Regions from separate parts of the Rattus norvegicus genome. Here region 2 is linked to region 1. A link is a contact called in public Hi-C data. All regions are on one chromosome and are shown on one strand. The core of a region is the stretch at or near the end of the contact, and the rest is flanking DNA. Distances in the headings are between cores, read along the strand shown. Region 1 has its middle 20 kb from the start of Mir760. Region 2 holds the start of C2h4orf3 (similar to human chromosome 4 open reading frame 3).

The links. Hi-C and Micro-C count contacts between places; a contact is called where the count stands out from the background.
Region 2: a contact with region 1 is called in a Hi-C map of hepatocytes, with 2.5 times the contacts expected there. The contact joins the promoter of C2h4orf3 here to the enhancer-like site in region 1. A contact is called at or near these places in 3 of 12 Hi-C or Micro-C datasets (the Rat2 cell line, Schwann cells and hepatocytes).

What each region holds. Positions count from the first base shown.
Region 1 is chr2:213,093,397-213,100,459 of GRCr8, reverse strand. No RefSeq gene overlaps it. Among named protein-coding and RNA genes, the nearest start is that of Mir760, 20 kb to the right of the region's middle. Within about 2 kb of position 3,164, at least 7 of the 93 cell types and tissues checked have an H3K27ac peak or open chromatin away from gene starts, as enhancers often do. A contact at or near this core is called in hepatocytes, where this site is marked.
Region 2 is chr2:213,736,556-213,743,618 of GRCr8, reverse strand. C2h4orf3 (similar to human chromosome 4 open reading frame 3) reads right to left here and starts at 3,100. Exons shown (of 2, transcript NM_001271116.1): 1 at 2,789-3,100; 2 at 1,340-2,108. The coding sequence starts at 2,985. The coding sequence ends at 2,108. It overlaps LOC102550474 (a long non-coding RNA gene), which reads left to right and starts at 3,226. Exons shown (of 5, transcript XR_010064423.1): 1 at 3,226-7,063.

The sequences.
Region 1 (7,063 bases), core at 1,915-4,414:
TCTCTAGGTCCTGGATAACATAATCTTCTACATATGCATATATGTATGTGTATGTGTGTATATGTATATATATATGTGTGCATACATGTGTGTATATATGTATGTATGTGTATATGCATGTGTATGTATATATAAGTGTATATGTATGTGTGTATGCATGTGTGTATACATATGTGTATGTGTATGTGTATGCATATGTGTGTATGCATGTGTGTATGTATATATGTGTGCATACATACGTGTATGCCTATGTATATATGCATGTGTGTATGTATATGTATGTGTGTATATGTACGTGTGTATGTATGTGTATATACATGTGTATATGCATGTGTGTATGCATATGTGTATGTATATATGTGTGTATTCATATGTGTATGTATATATAGTGTGTATGTATACATATATGTATATGTATGTGTGTATGCATATGTGTATATGTATGTGTGTATATGTATATGTGTATATGTATATGTGTATATGTGTGTATGTGTGTGTATGTATATTTCTTCAACAGCAGTACTTACTTTTATAATCGAAATAATTCTGGAATATCAGCCCCTTATGTTTCTCTTAGGACACAGGGAAAGTATTATACATGATCAATACTTAAGGTAGCTATGCCTGACTCAAGATGCCTGTCCCTCCCCAGACCCACACACTCGCTCCAAGTCAGATCCACCAGACCTCAGTGTGAGTAAACCTTAGGATACCTGCATAGCTTCAAACTCTGTCTAAAATCCTCATCTCCCTTCAACATCAGCCTTCTCTGGGTCAGCAGCTATGAGCGTCAACCACCGTGACAGACAGCTGAGAGAAAGCCTTTCCGAGTGGGATGGATTCATTGGGCTTGTGGTTCAGCGAGTCCAGCCCATAGGCTTTTGGTTTCTAGGACTATGGTGAGTCAGACCCTCATGGCTAAAGGGTGCTGCTGAGGAACAGTGTGTACCTTGAAGTGGACAGGAGGCAGGAAGAGAGAAACACATGGGATCAGGTAAATGGCATTGTCTTTCCAGGGTGTGAGCCCATGACCTTTTCCTCCAGCTAGCCTCCACCTCCCAATAACGTCATTAGATTATGAATCCCACAAGAGGATTGACCGATCCACTGATTAGCTCAGAGTCCTGAAGAGCCAATCACTTTTGTTTGACATGGGGTCTCAGCTCATAGCTGAGGAGATGACTCACATTTGTTTAACATGTGGGAGGCGCTAGGTTTGATCCCCTGTCATCAGGAAAGAAAAAAGGAGGGGGAAAGTATATACATACATATGTATACAGAGTATCTTTCCAAATCTTTGGTGGTATCTGAAGACAGACGTCTTTAAGAAAGCAAGTGACCCTTTGTGGAGCTCAGTTCCCCGCTTAGCTATGGTGCTTAACCTCTCTTCTTTTCCATGACACTCGGCCAGTCTCTTTCCTCAAGCCCTTATCTCACTGGGACCTAGGCTGGGATCTCCTATCTCACTTCCCCTCCCCCTGGCCACCTTTCTTAGCTCTACTGGGTCTTTTGAAGGTGCTGCCTCTGGTCACGTCTCCTTTAGAGGCTCATTCTGTATCAGCTGCCAATTACAGGTTAAAATCCCAACCTTGAATAGCAACCCCCTGCCTCACCCCCACTGCCTTTCCTCCCGTTATTCCCTAGAGAACGCAGATGAGGAGCTTAGATGAGCCAGGCTTCGCCCATGCATGCACGCACTCTGCTTCTCACTCTCAAGGACCTTCCTCTATCCCATATCCTCCTGATAGCGGTTTGAGTTCATTCATCCATGATGCTGTGCAGTCTGAAGACCTACTGTGCACCCAGGAGTAGCCCCAATTCCCCTTGGATCTCTTACAATTCTTTTAATGTGCAGTTTTAGCCATGTTGGAGAGACCTACAGACGCCCAAGAAGGTCATGTTCTACGCCATTGCATCTGTGTGTGGTCCAATCAGGTGGCTTGTTAGAGATGTAAATATTCAGCTTTCATATCCGAGGCCTGTGTGAATCCTGAAGGTGGGAGAGGTCGCCCGGAGGCTCTGCCTCCTCTCCAGTATAGTTTGGGCTCTCTCTTCCTATCCTGGGTCCTCTCTAGTAGCTGCTCCTCACAGCTGCATTTTCCTGTTAATATTTTACTATTAATATCACCCAAGCTCGGATTCTAGGAGCCGTATGATCTGGAAGGACTAACCCAGAAAAGCAGTAGGCTTTACCCGCTCTAATGTATGCCTCTATTCTCTGCCGCACAGACCTGGGAGTGCTCCCTCCGTCCCAGACCCCAATAGCTCCATTCTACATTTTTTAGGCAAGGTCCCTGCTCCTCTGCCAAGTACAGTTGTGTATTGCATTCACGAATCCTGTGCAGTAAAGGCTGCCCGCTTGTCAGGAAGTTCTGTTATCAGATAAGCTTTGCACACAAGTGCCCTGGCCAGCCCAGGGCAAAGGTCAGTGCTCTGCAGTGGGCCAAAGCCACACTTGACTAAGAGGCCTCTCTGCACTCCCACTGAGGGAACTTTAGACCTCAAATCAGGTAGGACCAGGAGCCCCAGCTCTTCAAGAATAAGGTAACACACAGCCCACTTTGTGTGCGTGTGTGTAACTTTTATTTGGATATAAGTTTAAAGTTATGGAAGTTGCAGGTATGGCACATGGAATTCCCATCTGCTCTCCCTAGATTCACACTTTGACTACATCTGCTTCTATTATGTCGGGGTGGGGAGGTACCATTTAAAAACAGGTTAAGGACATTGTGCCCACTTCCCCCTAAATGTTTTCAAGAGAAACATGTCAAAACACAGCAGTTATCAGCCTTGGGAAGCATAATATTGACAAGATCTATCTAAAACACAGTTCAAGTTAAGATGCTATCAGCCACCCTAATAACATTTCTTTTTTATGTCTATGGCTTTTTCCCACCCAAGGACCCATTCAAATCATTCATTCATTCATTCATTCATTCATTCATTCATTCATTCGATCTAGTAGCTCCATGTCTTTAATCTCCACAAACATGGAACGGCTAATCTTTAATTCTTTGGCCCGTGTTGTTTTTGAAGGCTATCAGATGGTCGCTTAGTAGACTGACCTTTTTCTGCCTGGTATTTCAGGATTCAGTTTAGGTAAGCGTTCTCTGAGAGGAAACATCACCAAGGTAGCGGTTTTATCCAGTGAGAAAGCTCCTGCCTGCCCTCTCTACCCAATGCTCACAGAGTTAGTGTTGCTCTCTAAAGACTGCGAACAACCACTTTGTGGAGGGTGCCCTCTGCTGGCCATTTCCAGCACTGCAACTGTAAACTTCTAACGAGAGGTCAACAACTCTGAAGGGACATTTAATTGGTCTCGTGACCCTAGGAATTATTCCTCCTTATTAACTTTGATTCCGTCACTGATAGAATGGGGATGTCTGTGTTTTCTCTGCTTCCCTTACAAATTTCAAGGTGGTTGAGTGTGAAAAAGATTTACAAAGATGGTCGGGTATCTTATATTCATGCTTACGTTCATGCTAGCCCCTCTGACTTTTCTATAGGCCCAGAATAGTGGTCTCTAGAGTGCCAATCCTGCTCTTCGTGATTCCCACTCGCTACCTGAAAACCCTCCAATGAGTTTGGGCTCTCTGGACACCATGATAAGCGCCTTCTCCCTGCTGAAGAATCCACGAACACAGGTCAAGGGCATAGTGAACTGGCTCTCAGTGTGTCTGACCTAGTGGGAACATTGCTGGTCTGTGTACCAGCCATCGTACCCTGTGCTCACCAGGGTCACAGCCACCTGCTCTTCCCAGGCGGTAAGAGCAAAGGCACGGACCCTCTGACACCCACCAAACGGATCCTGTTAACAGGAATTGGCTCCAGCGTTTTCAATGACACTAAAGCCGGGGAATCTGTTTTCAAGATAAGTAAAAATTCTCTTTATCCCGACTTCGTATTTTTGCCCATATTTTCTTCGCCCCCGTCTCAGAAGCTTAGGTCTCTGTCCACACAGTTTCTCCCTGGTACCCTTCTTCCCCACTTTAATAAAAATTTACCGAGCACCAACTTTGCTCCAGGCACTGCGTTGGGTTACATGGGGAAGAACTGCAGGGACAATTTGCCTCCATAAAGTGACTAGAGTTATGGGTTGGCAGAAACGAGCAGAGCACAGAGCAGCAATTTAATTACGCACGAATGTGCTCCCCCCGCCTCCTGAGCGGGTCGTTTTGTTTGTTTGTTTGTTTGTTTGTTGGTCTTGCTGTGCTTCTGAGGCATCCGTACCACCACCCAGGAGGCCCAGAGCCTCCTCCTCCTCGCTCTATGTTTTTTTTTTTCTTTTTTGGTTCCCTCCCCCCCCCCCCCCCCCCCGGAGCTGCGGACCGAACCCAGGGCCTTGCGCTTCCTAGGCAAGCGCTCTACCACTGAGCTAAATCCCCAACCCCTCGCTCTATGTTTGTTTTCTCACTCTCTCAGGACACAAGAGAGAGTTACTTCTTAGGCTCCAGGGAGCTCAGAGGAGAAGAAATTGGTAGATTTAAGAAAGAGTGAATCTATTTCTCAACACGGAAATAGCTTTCTATGGGGGGGGGGGTGTCTGGTTTTCACCTCAATTTTCCCTTCAGATCAGAGTCTGGAGTAGTGAACTCGGCCTATTCTCCCCCATGAGCCCTTCCTGTTTTAGAGACCTTGGTATTCTCGAGACGTGGTGGAAGCACGTGGAATTAGTGGCGTGATAGGGTCACAGGGTAGTCTGACACACCGTGGGCAGTCAGTCTAGGTGTGTGGAATGGTTGCAAGCCTCGCCTTGTAATTTTAGAGCCACAGGAGGATGTGAGAGGAGCAGCCTGGCTGGGCGGGGAGGTGGTCTGGACAGCAGACTGGCTACGGCCTAAGCAGTGACCAGATGGAGGCCACTCCTCATCCACCTGTGGGATTCCAAGGTCAGGTTCACAAAAAAAATAATTAATCAATCTTTACAAATCACTATTTTTCACTGGACTGGGGGCTGTGCCTAAGGCTGTAGCTGAACTGTAGAATCCGTACCCGAACAGGGCTGCCTTGTCTGGCCTCAGTGGAAGAGGACACACCTAACCCTGCAGAGACTTGATACGCCAGGGTGGGGGGATACCTGGGAGGGCCCCACACTCTCAGAGAAGAAAGGGGGTGGGGAGACTCTGTGAGGGGAGACCGAGAGGGGGCAGTGTTTGGTATGTGAATAAATTAATATATTAATATATTTTTTTAAAAATCATAAAAGAAGTATATTTATGAAAAATAAAATTTTAATAAAACAAAATTGGGGGGAATTGCTGTTTCTCAAAAACGAAGTGGATGCAGAACAGTGCAGGTCATCCTTTCAAGGAGGCGACGAAAGGCCATTTTGGTTTGTTGGTTGGTTGTTTGTTGTTGGGGGTTGAACACAGTGTCTCATACACACTAAGCAAGCAGTCTACCGTGAGTGATTCCTCTCGGCCTGCGCAGCGACTTGGGGACATAGAGGAGAACACTCCATGAGAGTAAAGACTATGTTGTCTTAGTCACTCCTGTGAGCCGCTAGGCTATCCAGCAGACACATGTATTAGTCACAATGGACGCACGCCATGATCGAGTTTCTTTTATTCATGGTGGCATAACCTCCCTGAGAAGCTAAGAGAATACTTTCGTGTGTTCTGCCAAATAGTTTCCCCCAGGAAATGGTTTAAAATCATGTTGTGATTTCTAGCTTTACTTTCACTAGCGAGTAATTCATAAAGTCAGTCGGAAATTAAAACTGGCTCGGCGAGCAATCGCTGGTCACACTGAAAGCCATTCAGCTATGGCCCAACGAGTTCAAGGCAATCATCCGGGTACCAAGATCCCGAGGAACCCAACAAAAACAAAGACAGAACCAAGCGCCCCAGCTATCTAAACTGTGATTATAGAAACAGGTACCAACTGGTATGTTACTAAGTCCTGAAATCGCCCTCAAGTGAGCAAACACTACAAGAAACCAAAAGTAAAAAGACCCAAAGACAAAAGAGACACTCATAAGAACAGAACTAGCTTGTCTGTCCTGAGCCTGGCAGGGCGACACCATTGGCCATCTGTTCCCTGGTCCCTACACCTCCTGCTAAAGCAGTGCAGACTCGCTGACAGGAGTCCCTGCTGCTGCTGCTGCTGCTGCTGCTGCTGCTGCTGCTGCTGCTGCTGCTGCTGCTGCTGCTGCTGCTGTGTGGTATCCCCTGGCTTCTGTGAGGCTCTGTGAGGGCTGACTTAGCCTGGATGAGAGGGCATGGCAACTTGCATTACCCTCTGGTTCCAGAGGCTGAAAGTTCATGACATGAGGCTTTCAAAAGATGCAGCGTCTCGAGCCAGGCACTGCGTGTATCACACTATCTCCTTAAGTTACCCGTGTAGAAGGGTTCACCCTCCCTCTCCCTCCCCTCCTTTCTCATTCTCCTTCCCTCCTCTTTCCCCCTCTCCCTCCATCTCTCCCCCCTTTTCCCTCCCTCAGTTATTTTACAAATAAAACCAGGGAAACTGAGAGGAGTCTGAAGTCGGTCTGCCTCTGCAGCCAGCTCCCTGAGGTCTCAGGCCTTGCTGAGACCTTGAACCTTCCCGGAGGCCTCCGTGTCTTCCCTAGCAACAGTCACACTCTTATTCCCCTTCTCTTTTCCTTATCTACCTAACTCTGGGGTGCTGCCTAGTCCAAGACAGACACCCTCCCATACACATTACAGACTTTCCTCCTGCCCTTTAAAGCCCTTTACTCTTTCACTAGGCTCCACTCCTCAGCCATCTTCCATCCTCCCTCTTCCCTCCTCCCTCCATCTTCTATCCTCCATCCTCCCTCCATCTTCCCTCCCACCTCCCTCCTCCTTCCTCCTTCCTCCCTCCTCCCTCCTCCCTTCTCCCTCCTCCCTCCTCCCTCCTCCCTCCTCCCTCTTCCCTCCATTTTCCCTCCCTCCTCCCTCCTCCCTCCTCCCTCCCTCCTCCCTCCTCCCTCCATTTTCCCTCCCTCCTCCCTCCTCCCTCCATCCTCCCTCCCTCCTCCCTCCTCCATCCTCCCTCCTCCATCCTCCCTCCTCCCTCTTCCCTCCCTCCTCCCTCCTCCCTCTTCCCTCCCTCCTCCCTC
Region 2 (7,063 bases), core at 1,851-4,350, 640 kb before region 1:
ACCCTGTCCCAGAAAACAAAATGTAAAAGCAAAAGCAAAGTCCATTCTTGACTAAGAAGCCTTATAGCAAACATTTGGTCCAGTGCCCAGTTCTGTGCCGTCACTGACTTCCATGTGTGTCTTGTGTTTAGTGCCCAGGGTTTGGAGCTCTTTAACTCCTGGAACTTTCAGTTAATGTCCCCCTAAAAAGTTCTTCCAAGTCCTCAGCCAGTTCAGATGCAATGATCAGAAGCTACTTCACGTTTAGAAACCAAATGTGGATTACTTTTTTGCTGTCTTTAAATGGGAACAAATTTGCAGCTTGCCTTGAAGTCCCATTTTTATATTTCTAGTAACTTCTAAAGTGTGAGCATCATAGTTTCCTTAAAAAAAAATCTCAATTATCTATAGGACTTGGAGCCTTCATGCTGTTCCTGTGTGGCAATTACAGCTATGTATTAACTATTCTTGAGTTCCTGAAAGCACTATAGAGAGAGAAATTATCAGCAAGAAATTGTCTTACATGAGGCCTAGAAATCTCATCTATCTACTGTAGGCTTGACGCCTAGGGAAGGTTGAGTTTTAGTCCAAACCTTAGGGACTGGCCAGAGCCTAAGAACTCAGAACTGTAAGCACTGACGTCCACACAGATGAAAACTGAAAAGCTGGTAACCTGGGCAATGGGGGAAGTAATGAAAAGGGCTGGAGGACTGTTTATTAATTACAGCTGTTCAGCTACAGTGGGCATGACAGTAAAGACAAACACTTTCAAGGAGGCTATTTTAAGGGGAGGGGTACACGACTGAAGCATTAAGGCAGTGGGTCAATGTCAAGGTACTCAGAACAGTCCCAGCTGGGGCCCAAGGTCCCAGCTTAGTTAACTCCAAGGTCAGAGCAGTCCTGCGTGGAGGAAACACCTGTGCTTTGAACCCAGCTTGTCCTGATCTACTGTCTTGTTCTGAGGCCAGGCTACATCAGCGCAGCCTTTGCTCATCTCAGGACAGTACCCACACAAATAGATGTTCCAACAGAGAGATCTGCCTTCTCTTCTTGTCCAGGCTCTAAAAGGGGGATGACTGGTCTCACATCATGGAGGCTTCCTTTACTGTTTTTCCAACAGATTAGCTTTTCCTGAAACAGACAGACCCAGGAATAATGTTTTGCCATCTGTCGTGAATCCCTTAGCTCAAAGGGACCCAAAAACTCACCATTATACTAAGTTCTCCAAACTAGAAATGTCCAGAGCAGCTGGCACCTGTGGTAGGCTGGCTTGGGACACAAGAGAAAAAAAAACAGTGTGACCTAACGGCAAGCCAGTAACCTCCCCACACTACCACCAGAGAGTCTGACACAGTGAAGCTAAATTCAGTGATTAAACATTTATTAGAGAATATTAGTAAGCAGTACAAATCGGGTCCCAGAGTGTGGTAAACTCAGTGTCACCCCAGTCCTGTATTCTAATACACATACTTCAGTTACACTTTGCACAAAAAATTATCCAAGCAAATGCAACAGTATCTTAAGACAACTGTCAACAGTTTACCAAATATTGTGAATTATAAGGGAGAAGAACACCACCTCTGAATATTTTAGGCAGTTCTCATGTACTGAAACCAGCAGTATAAAAAACTCTAATTACCCAGATCTTAAGGTGAAAAGGAATAGCTTCCAAAATATTTATGGTAGCTGCTTTGGGACTGTAGCCTTTCTGCATAAATGCTACCTACTCAACCCTAGATGATAACTATTTTATAATGGCATAGTTTTAAAACAATATCTGAGAAAGTAAGCTTCACAAAGATAACTTTTTTTTTTGCTGATGTTCACTGCTGTGTCCCAACTGATGCCTGGGTAATAGAAAGGGGCCGGATACCCGATGGATGAGTAAATGCTACATAAATTTCCTTAAAGTACTTAAATTACAGGCATTATTAAAAATATATATTATATATCATTTAGCTACAATCATGGTTTTAAACATATAGTACTACTTTAGGGAGGTCAAGGGCTGAAGGAAAGCCTGGAGGTCTGGAATTCAGCTCCTGGAAGTCCTCTTCATTCAAGAAGTCTAGTAGTTTTCAGGATTCACTCCAGAAGCCAGCCGTGTTCTAGACTCTCAGCAAACCAATCTGTAAAGACCAAACATTTGTTTCCTTTATCTGCTTATTTTTGACATTTAATGAGACACTGGACATCGATATTGCTAGCCTTTGCCTATCCCTACATAATTTACACTATGGCTTACCAAAATGGCTTAACAAGTTTTTATCAAAAATTCTTATCTTTTCATCATCAGATTACCAACTCCCCCACCCCTCATTCTCTGCCTTCTAGTTTGCCACAAAACCGAAAAATGAGAGCCAAAGCGAACCCAAGATACTCCATTCTTTGACAGAAGTAGGAATGGGGATACTTTGGAAGATGAGTGTATTTGCATAAATTTGCATACAAATTTACAGGGCTTGCTTTGGAATAACATTTTAAGTACACGCACAACACTCAAATCACTTTAGATTAATCACACTTAACCTAATTTTTTTATTATTTACGATATTTACTTTTTATCTTTATTAGTTTTTAGTAATTTTTATTATTTACGATAGATCTAATTGTGAGTATAGGTTTCTAAAACTTAAGCAGTTCCGTTGTGGTGGTGAAACTCAGGACAGCGCACCTGAGGTGCCAAGGAAATCCACTTTCGCTCTTTCTCCCAACTCCGCCATCTCTAGCTGCGGCCCCTCCCTCCCGGAGAAGACTGGAGCAGTCGCCAGCCTCCTGAGCACTTCCACTCTGTACTCAAGACACTCACCAGGGCAAGAGGTACACGAAGATGAACAACGCCAGGTCGAAAAGGATGAAGAGCCAGAGATCCAGCCAGTAGGAGTGTTTCGGAATCCCGTTCATCCCCGACTGAACGGGCTCATCTTGGCTCCTCCTTCTAGCTGCGGACGAGCCCCTCCGCTCCCGGACACCATCGGTACCAGACGCCGCCTGGCCCACCTCCATCTTCACGTCGCTTCACTTTCCGCGCACCTGAGACTAAACCTGAAGGCCGCTGCGCGCCCTCGTCTTAGCAATCGATTCCGGACAGCCCCGCCAATCACTTAGGCGCCACGCCCCGTCCCGCCCCGCTCCGCCGCTCCGCCCCCTGGACCGCGCGCAGGCGTCCTCCCTTTCTAGGAACTCCCCGCACGCTGTGTTCCGCATCGCCGGGAACGCGCAGACTCCGCTGGTCCGGCTGCTGAACTTGGCGCAGGCGCCTTCCCCGCCTTCCCGATCGCACGCATGCGCTCTGTACCCGCCGCATGCTTCCTGGTGGCGTGGTGGGTGGCGTGTTCGTCGGTTGCTTCTGTGGTACAGGTTCGCTGCCTCACGTAGCGCACATCGCCTTGCACAGCGCACAACTGGTTCTACCGGTTTCTGGGACGAAAACTGTCTCAACCCCTTTTCTCTGGGTTGATGCCAGAACTTTAGGAACAGCCTCAAAGGATTCCAGTCTTGACCACCCACAAAAGTAGTCTTTTGTAAACACGAGCATGTGTGGGGATTTAAAAAAACAAAACAAAACTGGATCCTGAGATTCTCCGATATTAACTTTGGAGATGATAACATTGTGTGGCAATGTAAAAAGGTTGGCAGTCCCCTTAGGATCATCTCTAACACCTGTAGTAAGCCTTTTAGTTGCATGTTTGGGAAGTTTGGGTGATTTTGTACAGACTTGGGCGGTTTGCTCTTAAGTTTTGAAACGGTTTTGATGAGTTGCGCGTTGTAAGGGTCTATGATTTGCTGAAGCATGATACCCCGGACTCAAATAGTATGTAAGCGCAAAGAGTGTTTTATATTGCATGCTTGGGTCTCCTATTACCAAGATAGAGAGACAATCAAATATGCTCGCAGTCCTGATTTACAGCACGTTAGGGGAATTCTAGGTTAGATGGGCTTTGCCTTACTCTATCGCTAGGCATTCCAGAACCATTACCTTGGCGTGTTGGCTGCAAACAATTGCTGAGGATTCCGGAGATAGTTGGCCTTACCTTGCTCTCTTCTGAAACTACTGTGTCAGGGTGTGAGGGCTGAAACTGTTGTTGACCCATTTTCCTTGCTTCAGGCCAGGTATCAGGTCAGTTTCTGATGGCAGGGCACTTTCTGGCTAGCTGCTTGAAGCCTGCAGATTTTAGGCCTAATCTGAACTGACAATTTGAAGCCTGTCATGGAGTTAACCTCTCTCATCAATGTCACAATTACAATCGTGAATTTTCAGAAGGATCAGATCGGTTAAAGTGTGAAATTTACATAGGTATTTTGTGGGAGTATTTTTAATAAGACTCTCAACTCTGTGTCAAAACATCCCATAATAGATTAAAAACCCCTTGGAGTCTATTAACTTAGCCCACTAACTTTTACCAACCAAATAGCCCAGATAGTGTCTTGGGCCTGTAGATAAGCTTCTTTCTCCCTTCCCGAACCTGCCTGTCTAATGTACCCACCAATATATTTTGGACTTGCCTTGATTTATGCTTTTTTTTTGTTCTGTAAAATGATTTTTAAAAACTTTATGAAACTGTTTCCACCTGGGAATCTGAATTGAAGGTAACCTATATATCTGTGTTCTGTGGCCATTCAGGGTGATTCCAGGATAAACTGTCTCTTTTTTCCTTTATGATGAGAGCTATAGTTTTTGCATAGACAACACAAAGGTTGGTTCTGGATTTAGAAAACTGGGCAAAACTGACAAATTAAGGTTACTAAAATAACCATAAAGTGAACTTCAAATTCAATATCTTAATACTATCAGTGTGCCACTAACTGGGCTTCACGTCGCTAGTAGGACATACAGACAAAGACAGCGTGCATCTCCAAAGGAAAATTCTGTATCCTTTGCCTTGTAGATTGTGAGAATGAGAGTCATTACCTGGGAATTAGTCACACTGTGTGTTGAGCTTCAGGGATCTCCACACAAATAACTCAGACTCCTGTCTCAGTTAAGCAAGAATAGTTTATTGAATGCACACCCCAAGACCGATTGATCAGGGTCGAAGCCCAGGCTCTGGAACTAAGACTGGACCTTGAACCTATAAGGGCCAGCTTATAAAGGAAAACCACAGTGACCACACACACAGCCTGGCAGGGAGGTTGGCTCTGAGTCAAGCTAGTCTGCCTAGCTAGACAGAGCAGTTCTAACTGACTGACTTACATTCTGATTGGTCTTAAGTGGACCTTATGGTTGTGGGATTTCTTAAGCTTAACACATCTAAGAAAATACAGAAAGTAACATGGTGTGTGGGCAGCATGACCCTGCTGTGAGCCAAGATATTTTTCTGCCTCACTAACTGGCAGGCGTGGAACAAAATGTCTACAGCTCTGCTGGGAGAGAAGGCTTCAACAATGTACCGGAGACAGATTATCTCACATTCATGGGCTAGAAGTGACCTGCTTTTAATTAATATTTAGTGTTTACAATCCTTTAAAAAAATTAAATGAACTGCTGATTCTTCCAGAGGTAGATCATGCATCCACCGGCAAGGTAAGACCACTTTCTAATTATTGACATAGGACTGATAAAACTTGAATTTATTAAAATAGAAGTAGCCTGACATAAGGTGAAAAAATTTTGAAGTGTTTCCAAGTACCCCTGGTACTGAACTGAGTTTGATGCCTGTGTGGGTGTTGGTTTTCTTGATCTATCCAGGAAGGAAGGGCTCTCCTGGGCACGAGGTGAGGGACGTCCACGTGCAAGTATTGTTCCTCTGGGGACAGTAATTGCTGCAATTAGACAGGGTCGTTTATGTCAAATTCAGTTGAAGGATCCTTCACCCCTTCAGACTTAGCTGTGTTGGTTCTTGGCTACTCCACATAATGGAAGTGAATGGAGAGCATGTCGAGGAGGGAATGCTATGCCAACTGGTTAAAAGCTCGATTGAAAAAAAACAAGAAGAGATTTCTCTGTGTCCAAACTGAAAGATTTTTTAATGTTTTGTCTAGCATATTGGCTTGATTTGTGCCACTTTATTTTTATTTTTATTTTTACAAATTTGCTATGTTGTTAGGCTGGCCTAGAATTCCCTGTCCTCTTTAGGTAGTAACATAGGTTCAGACCCAAATGACTATGGGCGTTAACCCTGGGAGAAAGAGCATCCACTGAGCTTGCCAGAGGGAACAGTCCTTACCCAACACACAGAAAAATCAGCCACCTACAACAGTCAAAAAAAAAAGATCCACGTCTTTCTGAGAAAGCTTCCCTTCCCTTTTGAGCTGTGAAACTGGGAAACAGTAGATGGCTCTTAAAGATTCGTGGTTCCTTGAGTCTTCTCCAATCCTCTGGAGTGGGTTAGGAAGAAAAAAACCCCAACTTTCTCACCACTACCACAACTACTACTCTGTCTTTACAAAAGAATAGTCATTTGTTTGTTTGTTTATCTATTGTAGCCAGGGTACAGGCCAGACCACATGTATGGAGGTAAAAGACAACTTTGCGAAGTCGATTACGCTCTTCCACTTGTATGAGGAGCCTAGAGATTGAACTTGGGTTGCTTGCAAGGCAAACACGTTTACTGGCTAAACTGTCTCTCCAGCCCTACTCCACGTCTTGCCCAATCCCATATTCACAAGCCGCAAAACCTGGATCTCATGTCGTAGAACATGCACAAGACTTCTACCAGTAACTTGTCTAACCTTCCTGGCAAAGGGAATACATCCTTGCCTGGCTTGTATCCACTTTGTGTCTTCCCTGCAGAGTGCAGGCTGCCCTTTAGCAGGGAGTTGCCATTTTACCATCTTGGCACCATCTACAGTTCCTCAGACAACACCTTGAAAATAGAAGGCATTCAATATTTATTCGATTTTATTTTGTTATATCCTGTTAGGATTGCCTAAAGCAGTCCTAGTCAAACATACTTTTTACAAATCTCTTTTAAACATTATAGTGTAATAAATAATACCACAGGATCTGATGCAACTGATCTGTCAATCTTGGCAGGGGTACTTTCTGAGGTTTACTTAAGTACTAGTAGTTAATACATATTAATTCAGTCCTTCCCTTTACACAGCCCCTTTTGAATAATTCAGAGAATCAAACCTAGCATTC